Regions from separate parts of the Sus scrofa genome. Here all the other regions are linked to region 1. A link is a contact called in public targeted proximity ligation data. All regions are on one chromosome and are shown on one strand. The core of a region is the stretch at or near the end of the contact, and the rest is flanking DNA. Distances in the headings are between cores, read along the strand shown.

Region 1 (4,273 bases), core at 592-3,091:
GAACCTCCATATGCCACAGGTGCGGCCCTGGGGGGGAAAAAAAAGGCAAGTAGTCTGTATTCAAACCAGTCCATTGTAAAGATTCATAGGACTCAACACTAAAAAATTATTGGGAAAAGTATTTCGATGATTAAAGCATGTTTTTCTTACTTTAGTAGCTGTTAGTGCAGAAAATAATGACTGTAAAAAAGCCTATCTTCTGTTTTAGTATTCTAAAGCATAAACTGGTGTTACAATGGAAATGAGAGTGATACATAACGTAGTATTCACAACTAAATGATCTTCCTTGCTTAGCAGTAATGATTAAGATGCCTAGAATTACAAAGTGACTTACAAAAAAAATGTTAGTGAAAAAAATCCTAAGGTTCATCTTGCCGTCTTTGAGATGGGCATACCAACCAAGGGTTTTACTTTTCAGAAGCGTTGCCCATAAACTATTTGGCAGCAGAGGGCGCTCTCCTGTTAAAATCCAAAGTTCTCATTTAAAAGCTGTTAGAGGCTCATATTCGCTAGCGTCCAAATACCGTTGTTGAAAGTATTGTCAAAAAGCAAAGGAGTCCGAATGAGTTTTGAGTTTTATTTAGGGGAGAAGGACATCAGACCAGAATAGTTACGAACCATAATTTAATGAGACCTTAGATTTTTAGCAATGCTTATTCACTTCAAAATGATTGTATTTGATTCATTCCAGTAGTATTTCCTGAGGAAAGACACAAACATATACTTCTAGGGTCATCCTCCGATACTGTTACGGGACGGCTTGAAAACTTAGCATGCGCTGTGTGCCCAATAAGAGCAGGACATCTTAAAACAAAATGAAAATAATCATATTTATCGCATTCGAAAGTATGCAATTCACTATGTCACAGATTTTACCTAAAAAATGTTTACAACGAGCAGTAGATACTATGTCTCTATGAAGAGATAAATGTTTGGTAATATCTGAATACTAATATAAAATAATGTCTGCATATTTATCTCCAGTGATCAATGGCATCCTCTGGAGAGAAACCTGTGAGCCAATAACCCGCACCTCGGGTTGTTCCCGAATTCCAAAGCGTGGTCTTTCCCCCACCCCTCTGATCCTCTCAGCCACCACCCGCTCCCCAGAGCGAACCAGCTCTGTTCAGGGCCAAGTTGCTGAAGATTTTCAATCACTACCAGAGATTCTTTTCCCTTAGAACCACAATGTGGCATGTTTCCGCATCGCCGCTTTATATTGGCTAATTGGTGCTTTTTTAAAAGCTTAACTTTAAACCAGGAGGAATCATACATTTTGCATTTTCTGAACACTCCCTTGTTTCGTTTTCAAGCTAACGAGGTCTTACGAGTGAACATGCAAAAGCCTTTTTTGAACACCCCAAGTCGCAAGTCATTGGACAGGGCTCTAGCTGCGTGTCCAGGTCTCACGTGGTGCCTGTGCGAGCCACCCAGAGCGTTTGCTCTGGTGAAACCCTTAAAACTTTCTTTTTCTTTTTGTAGAAAGCAAAAACACCCCTGTCTAAATGCGCCGGCCCAGTGCCTGTCAAGAGATCCTTATGGGAGGCCGCCGGCGTCCCAGAAGACCGCCGCATGACTCAAGACTCGAAAGGTTCCCGAGTTCAAGCTACTCTGGACGCCGCGGCTGCTTCGCGCTCGTCGCCGGGCCGCGCAGCCGCCACCCTGATGTCCCCACCCGCGGGTCCGCGCGCCCCGCGCGCCCGCTGAGGGGGAGGGGCGCGCTCGGCCGAGGTCGCCGCCCGGTTGTGCAATCCGGCTATGCAAATAAGCGGGGTTACGACAGCCAATTAGAAGCCGGCTCTGCCGTGACGCGCGCGCCGAGAGCCCGTAGTATTTATAGATCGTATTTAAAGAGCCCTTGGGAGTCTCCCCGGGCTCGGCTGGGCGGCGGCGGCGGCGGCTGCAGGGCTGTAGTTGGCCGGGCGCGAGTGAGGTGGCGGGGCGGTCGCTGCTGGTACCGTCCCTGTGGGGGTGTTGGGCGTGGAGGAGTGTCAGAGCACGTTCTATAGTAGTTTTTACCCACTTCCTAGCTCGGTTTCTGGAGAGGAGGAGGAAATGGTGCAGTTTCCACAGTAGTTTCGCTTCAAACAAAGCCGGGGATTTGGAATCTCAAAGCTCAAGGTGGGGGATGGGGGCAGCAGGTTGAACCGACCCCGCCCGGGCCCCTCATTTGAGCCACAAACCGCCGCCGTTTCCTGGTGCTGAGCTGTGTAGAGGCACCCTTCCTGGGGGGAGGGGAGAACAATACCGCCTGAAAAGCCAAAAGTCGCGGAATTTGGGGGCGGGGTGTATTCGTAGAAAATAAATTACGAGATAGTGGCCCTGATTATCTTGGCGTTGAGTCGACTGATCTTCAGACTTCCTGGCCAGCGAGCTGCACACTGCAATGCGAAAGCAGGAAACTGGCATTACGTCAGAAGAGAGGAGACCCAAATTGCAACGGTTGCATCTGCAGGCCTGGCTCTTTTTCCTTGGAGAGGTTCCGGGGTCCGGGCCCAGGGTGCTGCCCGAGCCAGGCGTCGCGGGCTTTCACGCCGAGGGCCCACCCCTGGCGGCACCCGGGGACCCCAGGCCCGGGCGCCTATAGCCCTAGCCCTCAGCCTCTGCACGTTGTCCTCCCCGGAGGGCTCTTCAGCAACCACGACTAATTCCTTTTAAAGATAGCCCCGCGCCTAGCTGGATGTCTTAAATTCCCGGGGAGGGGGAGAGGGCGGGGTGTTGACTACTGCCCTTAGTTGAGCAGGAGCTCATGTCCACCTCGGGAAAGCAGGTGGCAAAGGGGAGGAATCCCAGCCTAGTGTAGAACAGGACGAGTTATCCCCACCTGGTCAAGGATCTCAACCTTGAGGGGCGTGGTCACAGGAAACTTGTTTTCTGCCAGGGACCCTGCTCCTGAGGCTTTGCCACTGCTTCTTAGAAACTGCTTGAGGATGGACCGCCGTGAAGCAGGAGGATATCGTGAATTAGTACATTCTGTCTCTTGGAAAACTTTGAAGAGTTTGACTCTAGCCTCACCTGCTCCCTCACTCCCTGGCTCAGGGTCATTACAAGGTAACTTAAGTAACCTGTTCTAGGCTCCTGGCCCACTCCACCTGGGAGCCAAGCTTAGCACAAAAAAGGTGGCCACAGTAGCTAATGATTATTGTTCTGTGCTGGGTGCTGAGCGTTTTGGCAGACTATCTCGTTTAATTATCACCATAACTGCATGAGGTGAGTACTGTTATTCCCATTTTGCAGATAAGGAAACAGATAAGAAGAATCAGTTGTTTCCCTGTGGATGGGAACCAGGCAATCTGAGGGCAAAGCCCGCACTTTCTGTGCAGGGTGGGGAGCTGACTTTGATCAGGGGACCTTCCAGGTTCACCTCACCTCACCAAGAAGGCCTTCATTGGTCCCTGCTGTTTGTCAAACTCAGTAAACCTAGTCCTGCTTAAACATGGTGTTGGGTGGCCTGTTTAATCCCCTGGAGTAAGAGACTGCTCCAGAACACCCAAATTATCTAAGCCAGTTTTCTCATTGCTCTGTATTTGCAGCAGTATCTTATGAAGTTGTTTAATGATTAACTTTATAAAGCACTTGATTCCTAGCGCAAGCCATTGGATAATGTCAGATCCTGTTTAACCCATTAAACATATAGGGAAGCTAAAGAACCAGCTGAGTTATCATGTAAGTTAGGAGTGGGGCTGGGTTCAGAAATAGCTGATAGCCTAATTCAAGGTCAGTGAGTCCTGTCTTTGCTTTTCCCTTTGGTTGCCTTATCCAGCATCATCGTCATCTAGACAGGAGAGACAGCCAGGGAAGAGAACCTGTGGTTTTAGATGATTGTCTGTGATTAATGTCTAGGAAGAGAATTTCAGAGGAGGAAAAGTTAAGAGGGAGAAGGTTATGTTTGTTTATACAATTACAGTTTCATATCTTAGAAACAAGTGATTTGAAAGCCAGGAATCCGATAGAGGTTGAAGGCCAGTTCTGCCCCCTCCCAGGTGGAAGACCTTAGACCACCTGTGGAATATGAGACCCCATTGCCCCATCTGTAAAATGGAAGTAACCTGCTACCCATCTCCTGAAGCCTTGCTCCTGGCAGTCTCCTCCGCTGCCTCCTCTTCCTCCTCTAGTCTTTTACATGCTGGTGCTTCTCAAAGTTCCCTCTTAGGTCCAGTCTCTTCTCACCTAACACTCTCCTGGATGATCTTACCCAGGTCATGTCCCCTGTTACCATTTGAAGTCTTTCTTGCCCAGGTCTCTTTCCTGAGCTCCAGATCTACATGCACAA
Region 2 (4,392 bases), core at 1,572-4,071, 390 kb after region 1:
ATAAATGTAATAAATTCATTGAGTAATAAAAAAATTTTTAAGCAAAAAAAAAAAAGAGCAAGCAAGAGACATAAGGAAACTTTTGGAGGTAAAAGATATAATTGTTGCTTTGATTATTGTGATTATTGTGATGGTGTCACAGGTATATGCCTATGTCCAAACTCATAAAAATGCACACATCGAATAAATACATGCTGGAATTTTGTGTATTAATTATACCTCAGTGAAGCTGTTTTAAAAAAGAGTTTGCTGTGAAAGGAAAAAAAATAGACAATAGCAGAGAAGGAAATGGAGTCAAGGGAGTTTAGTGCTTTGGTTTTGGAGTTTCTTTTAATTGGGAGAAATAACAGCCTGCTTGCATATTTGGGGGAATGATTCCATCCAGAGGGAAAAACTGAGGTTGCAGGAGAGAGCAACAGGAATGGTAGAAATGTGGGTGACCACATGTCCCAGGAGGAGGCCTGGTACCCAGGGTAAGAGCTAGGGCTTAAATGGCCCCAGAGACAGCCCACCCATAGAACAGGGAAGGGACCAAGTTTGGACACAGATATAAGTGGGTAGGTTCAGGGGAAAGGTAGTGAACGTTTGCTTCTTATTGTTTCAATTACCTCAGTAAAGGGAAATGGTGTTGGAAGTTTGAGAAGAGAAGAGGAAAGTCTAGCAGAACTAAAGAGAAAGTGTGAGAGACACGGGATTAGGGACAAACGGTACCATTGCTGGGCATCCTGAGAGTCAGCTCGAAGGTTCATGGTCCCAAATTTCATGTGAGACCAGCCAGCACAGATTCATGATTTTTACTTGCATAGATGCAGGCACGGGGTGGGTGGAGAATTGGAGTTAACTAGGGTTGTGATTTACCCAAGCAAGTTTGATGTGAGACATGAGGAGTTAAGAGACATGAGGAGTTACTGCAAAGCAGTAACTGCTGATGGACATGGGATTTAAGCTGGGCAGGGAGAAAGCATAAGCTGTAAGTGTGAGGATGGAGGACAATGTCACAGAAATTGAATCGGTGGAAGATCCTGGTGGGGTAAAAGAACAGTGAAGTTGGGAAGAAGATGGCAGCATGGAATCCAGAATTGGGAATATGACAGGGCTCTGGCTGCTGGTAATGACAAGGTCAAGGGTAAGGCCGTGGCAGTGAGTGGCTGTGGTAGAATGTTCCAGCAACTGTGTAAACCCAAAGCTTAGGTTCTTTCTCCAAGAGAAAGTCTCATGTGCCTCTAGCAACTGAGCTATTTATATTTTATACATCAGCCTTGGGTGTACTTTCAAAAACAAACCCTCGAGTGGTTCTTGTTTCCATATTATATACTAGAACACCAAATTGAACACATACCAGTATATTTTAAACGAAAGAGGAATTTCATTCCTTCCAAATGTGCAATCCTAAATACTTGAACTAGAGCTCATTTAGTTTGCAAGATAAACATGTTTTTATTTTTTTCTGCCTGGAAGGTAAGAATTAGGGTTGTGTTACATAAATATTCCATCCATTTTTTTGTTTTTATGTCATGCAAAATGCAATCACCTTCTCACCATGACTTTTCCCCCATAAAAGTACTCACAAAGTAACTAGCACACAGAATTGAATAATAAATCACTCTACGTAAAACCTAGGCATTCCCCACATACCCAAAGCAACAGACTCAGCCTGGTGTTGATGGGAAAAAGGAATTTTCTCAGACAAGAATTTCTATTCTTGAAAATCAGCAACCAGGTGTGAAAGTGTGACAGGACTGAATGATCCTGATAAATGTCAGCACCGCAGTAGGACATAAAAGGGAGTTGTCAATTCTCACGCCTTCTTTAAAATTCTCAACCAGGCTTCATTTCCCAGCATTTTGTTGTTATTGTTTAGATTTCAAGTTTATGGGCATAAATAGTCTATAATGTTTATTATTACCATTATATGACTTGTGACATTTATGCATTTGCCTTCTTTCCCTCTTTTATGTCTATTTACAAGATAATTTTTTAAAATTACCACTTTTTATAAAAACAATTTTAAGTATTGTTAATACTCTGTATTGCGTGTTACATTACTTTCTCATTTCACTTTGTTTTCTTACCACTGTCTATATTTATTTTGCCCTCCTTTTACTATTTTTAAAAAATGGATGGAGAGCTCATTAATTTTCTCTTTTGTTGTTCCAACAGAGGCAATTAAATGTTTGATTTTGATAAAACATTTTAGTGGCATCCTTGATTTTTATGTCATATTGCTGTTACATATTCAACAAAGCATTTTGTGGGGTTTTTTTTGTTTGGTTTTTTTTTTTTTTTTGCTTTTTAGGGCCACACCCAAGGCATATGGAGGTTTCCAGGCTAGCGGTTGAATCAGAGCTACAGCTGCCGGCCTACACCACAGCCACAGCAATGTCAGATCTTTATAACGCACTGAGCAAGGCCAGGGATCCAACCTGCAACCTCATGGTTACTAGTCGATTCGTTTCCACTGCACCACAACTGGAACTACAACAAAGCATTTTTATCAGCAACAAGCAAAGCATGCTGGGGATTATTTTTTTTTTTTTTTTTTTTTTTTTTTTTTTTTTTTTTTACCAATCAGATCAGACAGTCCTCTTTGTACAGATGCTGGGGATTTCTTGGTGTCCTCTTCAGGGACAGGACCAGCAGCATGAAGTATAACGAAGGCTCTGCTGAAACACACTTTGCACCGTTTTAAGTGCCAGTTTCGGGTGCATGAAAGTCACTGAGGAAAGGAGGAAAAAGGAAGCAAAACGGGAGTTCCCTGATGGCTCAGTGGGTTAAGAATCTGGCTTTGTCACTGATGTGGCGAGGGTCACTGCTGTGGCGAGGGCTCAATCTGGCCTGGGAACTTCGGCATGCTGTGGGTGTGACCAGAAAAAGAAAAGAGTGTGAATAAAGTTAAGTTGAAGCCATCCAAGAGAGAAAGTGAAAACAGTTTGGGGGGAATGTACAGGATTTCTTAAGACTGTTTAGAACTACTTGCCCAATGAGGGGCCAAAAAACAACAGCCTAGGACTTTCATTTTTTGTGAAAAATCACCACAATGTATTTTATCTTGGGCAAAGGATACATGGATCAATCTGTGGATGAATTTATTTCCTCTGAGTGAGTCAGTTGGGATGGTCAGTTAACTTATTTGAGCAAACAGACATTATCACAAAACAGCACTGATGGTCACATCTATCTTATTACTTGGGCTTTCTGCATTACTTGAAAAATGCTGCCATTCCCAAAACAGGCAGATTTCCAGGAGTTCCCATTGTGGTGCAGCGGAAATGAATCCAACGAGTATCCATGAGGATGCAGGTTCAATCCATGGCCTCACTCAGCACGTTAAGGGTCCGGCATTGTCTTGAGCTGTGGTGTCATTCGCAGATATGGCTCAGATCTGGCATTGCTGTGGCTGTGGTGTAGTCTGGCAGCTGTAGGTCTGATTCAACCCCTAACCTGGGAACTTTCATATGCTGCTGGTTCACCCCTAAAAAGAAAAAGAAAAGAAAAAAAAGACGCAGATTTCCTCCTCGTCTGCTAGTTACTCTTAGTGGGAGAAAGGGGTGGGTAATTTCATGCCTGTGATGTAGGCTTAATAAAGTCAAATTCAGCCTTCGGTGAGCCTTTCCAACTTTCTGTTTCTGTTCATGTACCCCTCCACTCCTGCCTATAATGGCCTTCCAACCAAACTCGCTTCTCTCTTTCCACTATAATTAACCACAAGAGGAGCTGTACAGCATCACAATTAAGAGCCTCGACTCAAGATCTGGATTGCGAGTTTTCCTCTGAACTCTGCCTCTTGAACAGGTGGCTTAACCTCTCCATGGCAGTTTCTTTGTCTGTACCATGGTGGTAACCACAGCAGCAAAGTGAGGATGGAGTGAATTTCTATATGGAAAATACACAGAACACAGCCTAGCACAGTGCAGGTGCTCCACGTGCTAGCTCTATAATCACCCCAAATACATCAGACCCCCAGGAGTTTCTCTCAGCTTCTCCATCTTTATTATCTATTGCTGGGAAGCAAATGACCCTGAGATGTAGAGGCCCAGATCGATAAACAGGTAATTACCTCACAGTTTGTATGGGTTAGGAATCTGGGACTGTTTGGCTTGGTGGTTATACTTCCAAGGTCACTCCCGTGATCATTGGCAGACCTTGAACCCTCACCACAAGGGCTTCCCAGCACGGCTGCCTCACAACTTGGCGAATGGCTCCCCCCGCCCAGTCACTGATTCAAGAGAAAGAGAGAAAATGAAGAATTTACACACACACACCAAGAATATCAAAGTTTTTTATTTACTTATTTATTTATTTTTGTCTTTTGAGGGCTATGCCTGCAGCATATGGAAGTTCTCAGGCTAGGGATGGAATTGGAGCTGTGGCCTAATTTTGGAAGGGATATCT
Region 3 (4,480 bases), core at 1,218-3,717, 510 kb after region 1:
TTACAAAAAGTAGCCCTAAGAACACTGCCAAGAACAAATTTTCTTCTTTCCAGAGCATGGTTTTCAGCAGATGATTTTTAGAAACAAAATTCAAAGAAACCACACTGCTATTCTAGCAAAGAGGATTATTCATTAATTTTTTTTAAATTTATGAACATTTAATACATACCACTCTTGGCCAGGCATGTTGCTGAGTTTTGGGGACGGAGGAATGGATTTGATTTGATCTTCCAGAGAGCTGGGTGGCTGGGAATGTCTGATGTGCCCACCGTGAAATGGCTGAGCCCAGATCACAGTGTACAAAGGGAAAGGGCAGTGGCCCAAGCTCTGGTCCTGACTGTCCCCCAGTGTCATCAACCTTAGCAAGCCACTTATGTTTTTAGGGCCTCAGTTTCTTCTGTAACATAGGGATTGCCTTAGGTGATTGCTAAAGTCCTTTCTGGCTGTACAAAAAGCTTTGGTGCTCAAAGATAGTGTGATTTCTGGGGTTTTTTTTCTCCCCAGTGATCCTTTCCAGGATACCTTATGAATTCCTCTGCAGACACATGATGAACCACACACAACATCTGTTACAAGGTTCAACATCAGTATAAAGTGATGGTTTAAGGTTTGAATTTCTCACTAGATTCAAATTCCTGGGTGCCAGATATGAGGTTGACAGGGGTGTGGAGTACCAGAGCACCCTTGTACAAGGAGGCTTTGTGGTTGGTGAGCCACCTTGACTCTTGTAGACAGTCATCGGGCCAACCCTGGCCATGGTTAGGAATGCCTGTGGTCACCCTCATAGTAGACTAGTGTCTCAGCCTTGGCTGGCTGTGCATCACACCCATGGAGTATTGTTTTGTTTTGGGGATTTATTTTCTTCTTCTTCTTCTTCTCCTTCTCCTTCTTCTCCTTCTTCTCCTCCTCCCCCTCCCCCTCCCCCTCCTCTCCCTCCCCCTCCTCCCCCCTCTTCTTCTTCCTCTTCCTCTTTTTTTCTTTGTTAGCCATATACATGCTTGAGCCCACCCTGAGCCCATTACATCTGAATGTCAGAGGGTGAAGCCAGCATCTCTATATTTGAGGTGCCTCCACGGGTTTAAAAATCACTCTGGGTAGACTTATCAAAGGCCATTGTGGGATATGGGAACAGTGACTGGCCTGAGTGGGCACACACACCTCTTAGGGCTGAATTTCTCCACAGTATTCTTAGAAGGTTTGGTAATACCCAGTGTTTCTGAGCAAGGGTCTATCTACATTATGCTAATTACTAACCAGCTTTCATCCACTAAGGTAAATTTTGACTTTGGATGTTCCCCTTAAGAGTATTTTATAACTTAGCATTTGTTAGTGGGAAGGTATCTCATTTTTTACTGGTTAAGGATAAATTGAAGATGGTAGACCACTGATTTCCTTTTTTTAAATTTTATTTATTTATTTATTTTTAATTTTTTTTATTTTTTGCTTTTTTAGGGACGCACCTACGGCACGTGGAGGTTCCCAGGCTAGGGGTGGAATTGGAGCTATAGCTGCCGACCTGCACCACAGCCACAGAAACACAGGATCTAAGCCACATCTGTGACCTACACCACAGCTCACGGCAACTCCAGATCCTTAACCCTATGAGCGAGGCCAGGGATCGAACCTGCATCCTCATGGATGCTAGTCAGATTCATTAACCCTTGAGCCACAATGGGAACTCTCTCTTTTTAAAATTTTTTAAATGTATTTTTTATTTCGTTCTTTCTTTCTTTCTTTCTTTTTTCTTTGGGGGTCTTTTTGCCATTTCTTGGGCCGCTCCCTCAGCATATGGAGGTTCCCAGGCTAGGGGTCTAATTGGAGCTATAACCACTGGCCTACGCCAGAGCCACAGCAACGCGGGAATCTGAGCCGTGTCTGAAACCTACACCACAGCTCACGGCAATGCCAGATCCCTAACCCACTGAGTGAGGCCAGGGATTGAACCCACAACCTCATGGTTCCTAGTTGGATTTGTTAACCACTGAGCCATGACGGGAACTCCTGTATTTTTTACTTTTTAATGTTTTTGGCTGTGTCCATAGCGTGTCGAAGTTCCCAGGCCAGGGATGGAACCCACGCCGCAGAAACAGCCTGAGCCATAGCACTTAAAAACACACACCAGATCCTTGAACTGCTGGGCCACCAGGGAGCTCCTTCTTTTTTTTTAGACATAAGGATCTACCTGAGGTGTGAGTTGATTTGGGAAATTTGACGATGCAGGACAGTGCCATCTTTTCATGCTTATTATCTATAAAGTTTTGAGAAATGGTTTTTTAAAATGGCTATTGATAAAAGGCTCGGCTAATAAAGTTTGAAACTATTCCAATTTCTAATTGACAGAGGAAGAGCTGGCAACTCCCCCGCTAGATGGCATCATTCTTCCAGGAGTGACGAGGCAGAGCATTCTGGACCTGGCACACAACTGGGTGGGTGCCTTTGACATGAACAACTTCTATAAGCATGAAACCAAAAGTAATCAAAATAAGCTCTGCTTATTCTGTTGAAATAATATCCTGTAGTTCCAACCAGTGTTATCTTTAAATCTTGAGTGGAAAGAACTCTTCTAGAAGGACTGTCTTGGCAAGACTATCAAATAACTATTGTTGATAGGAAGGGGAGGCAGAAACCAGTTTAGCAAGTTGTACTGGTGGAGAGGTGTTGTAGTACTAGTCTCAGACTTTCTACTAGGTGTCACCTGCCAACTCTCCTGGTTTATACTCTGCATGCTTCTTTTTTGCCAGCCTTTAACTTTTTTTTTTTCTTAGGGCCACACTTGTGGCATATGGAGGTTCCCAGGCTAGGGGTTGAATCAGAGCTGCAACTGCCAGCCTGCACCACAGTCACAGCAATGCCAGATGTGAGCTGTGTCTTCGACCTACCCCACTGCTCTCAGCAACACTGGATCCCCAACCCAATGAACAGGGCCAGGGATCAAACTTGCATCCTCATGGATACTTGTTGGGTTCATTACTAGTTAGTTACTAATCGGGTTCTAAGCCACAATGGGAACTCCGGAGCCTTTAACTTCTCAAGTCTGGGTGTGTTGTTTCTAAATGACCATAATCCACAGTCCTTCCCATCCTTGATTTACAGAACATGCTTGTCATAGAAATGAAAGAATTTTCCTGATGTGTAAATGTTTACTAACACAACATTATTAATTTTGCTGCCTTCTTTCCTCCTCCTTTCTGCCCCATCATCCCAAATTCGCACACATGCTTAATTTAAAATCTAAGCAGTAGCTTTTCTGATTCACGTGACACAGGCACGTGTGTTAAACCATTGGGGATTGGAAATGACTTGACATATTCAAGATGAATATTGAATGAGTTGGTTATCTGGCACAAGTTCTTAGATGGAACATTTGACCCATGTGCTGACATGGTCTCCAAGGAACAAGATAAGGCTCTGAGCATCCTGTGGTCAAACAGTACTAACAGAACAAATGTTTAGAAACATACACATCTAGGAGAGTACGGTTTCTCTGGAAAAGGCTTTAGAAATAGAGAAACTGTGCTATAAATAATTCTACAAAACCCTGAAGTAGACAAGACCCAACTGCCACATGCTGGCTGGCACATTGGGCATGACATTTACAAACTGTTGGTATAATTTCAAACAGCTTGCCCTGTCCTAAATATGTTTGCGGTTGGAGAGATGTATTTTCCAAGCTCAGTAATTTTTGTTTTATTAAAGAGAAAAAACCACCAAGTACAGAAGGCTTGATGACAAGTTGCAAGTGGAAATGCTTTCCCTCACTAATGATTTGCTAGCATGAAAAATAGGTGATTATGGAGGAAGTTTTTTTCCTTGACTCCTTAGCTATAATTTATTTTTAAAACAGTGAGACATAAATGCCAAGAGGCATGTGGGGGGTTACCATTATTTGCCAGACAGGGGAAACTGTCCAAAGATCAGTAAGGGTGAGCAGCATAAAAACAGTTCTGTTTATTTACAAGAGATTTTTTTTCCCCCTCTTTTCTAGAAGAGAGAACTGAGCTTGTTTTCAGTTAACTTGGCTGATCTTTCTGGAGTTTATTTATTTATTTATTTACCTTTTTACAACATATTTGCAATTGCAATCTGAGAACAATTGGGACTTGCAAAAAGCTATATTCCTCTATTGCAGGCATATTTTCCTCTCCTTCCAAACATACTTACAGCTTGATGCATTCTCCTAATATTTTCAGTCTTGCCAAGGGCTGTGATTTCCATTTTTATCTGCTGTGGATTTTCAGATTTGAAAAAACACTCTCATCTTATTAAAGATAATGTATCCATTCTTTGCTGCCCTTAATTTAAATAGCCTCTTGACAAGCTTTGAACTTTAACCACTAGCACAGGAGAAGGGAAATTAAACAGATTAAAGAAAAAGTATTAAACAGATAGTTTAAACATAGCTTAAAAGCATCAGAATTTTTTTTCTATTTCCTATCCATGAGCAAATAAAGTGTTCAAGTAGTTCAGCAGAAGCTGATGA

What was found.
Region 2: a targeted proximity ligation map of alveolar macrophages shows a contact between it and region 1. A contact is called at or near these places in 1 of 5 promoter capture datasets (liver), 12 of 47 Hi-C or Micro-C datasets (alveolar macrophages, brain, embryonic fibroblasts and 9 more) and 2 of 2 datasets of targeted methods (alveolar macrophages and skeletal muscle).
Region 3: a targeted proximity ligation map of alveolar macrophages shows a contact between it and region 1. A contact is called at or near these places in 1 of 47 Hi-C or Micro-C datasets (fibroblasts) and 1 of 2 datasets of targeted methods (alveolar macrophages).

Annotation. Positions count from the first base shown.
Region 1 is chr5:48,397,185-48,401,457 of Sscrofa11.1, forward strand. LMNTD1 (lamin tail domain-containing protein 1) reads left to right here. Exons shown (of 18, transcript XR_002344073.1): 18 at 1,483-2,717. Among named protein-coding and RNA genes, the nearest start is that of KRAS, 110 kb to the right of the region's middle.
Region 2 is chr5:48,783,685-48,788,076 of Sscrofa11.1, forward strand. No RefSeq gene overlaps it. Among named protein-coding and RNA genes, the nearest start is that of BCAT1, 28 kb to the right of the region's middle.
Region 3 is chr5:48,902,969-48,907,448 of Sscrofa11.1, forward strand. BCAT1 (branched-chain-amino-acid aminotransferase, cytosolic) reads left to right here. Exons shown (of 11, transcript XM_021092209.1): 8 at 2,341-2,426. Among named protein-coding and RNA genes, the nearest start is that of BCAT1, 91 kb to the left of the region's middle.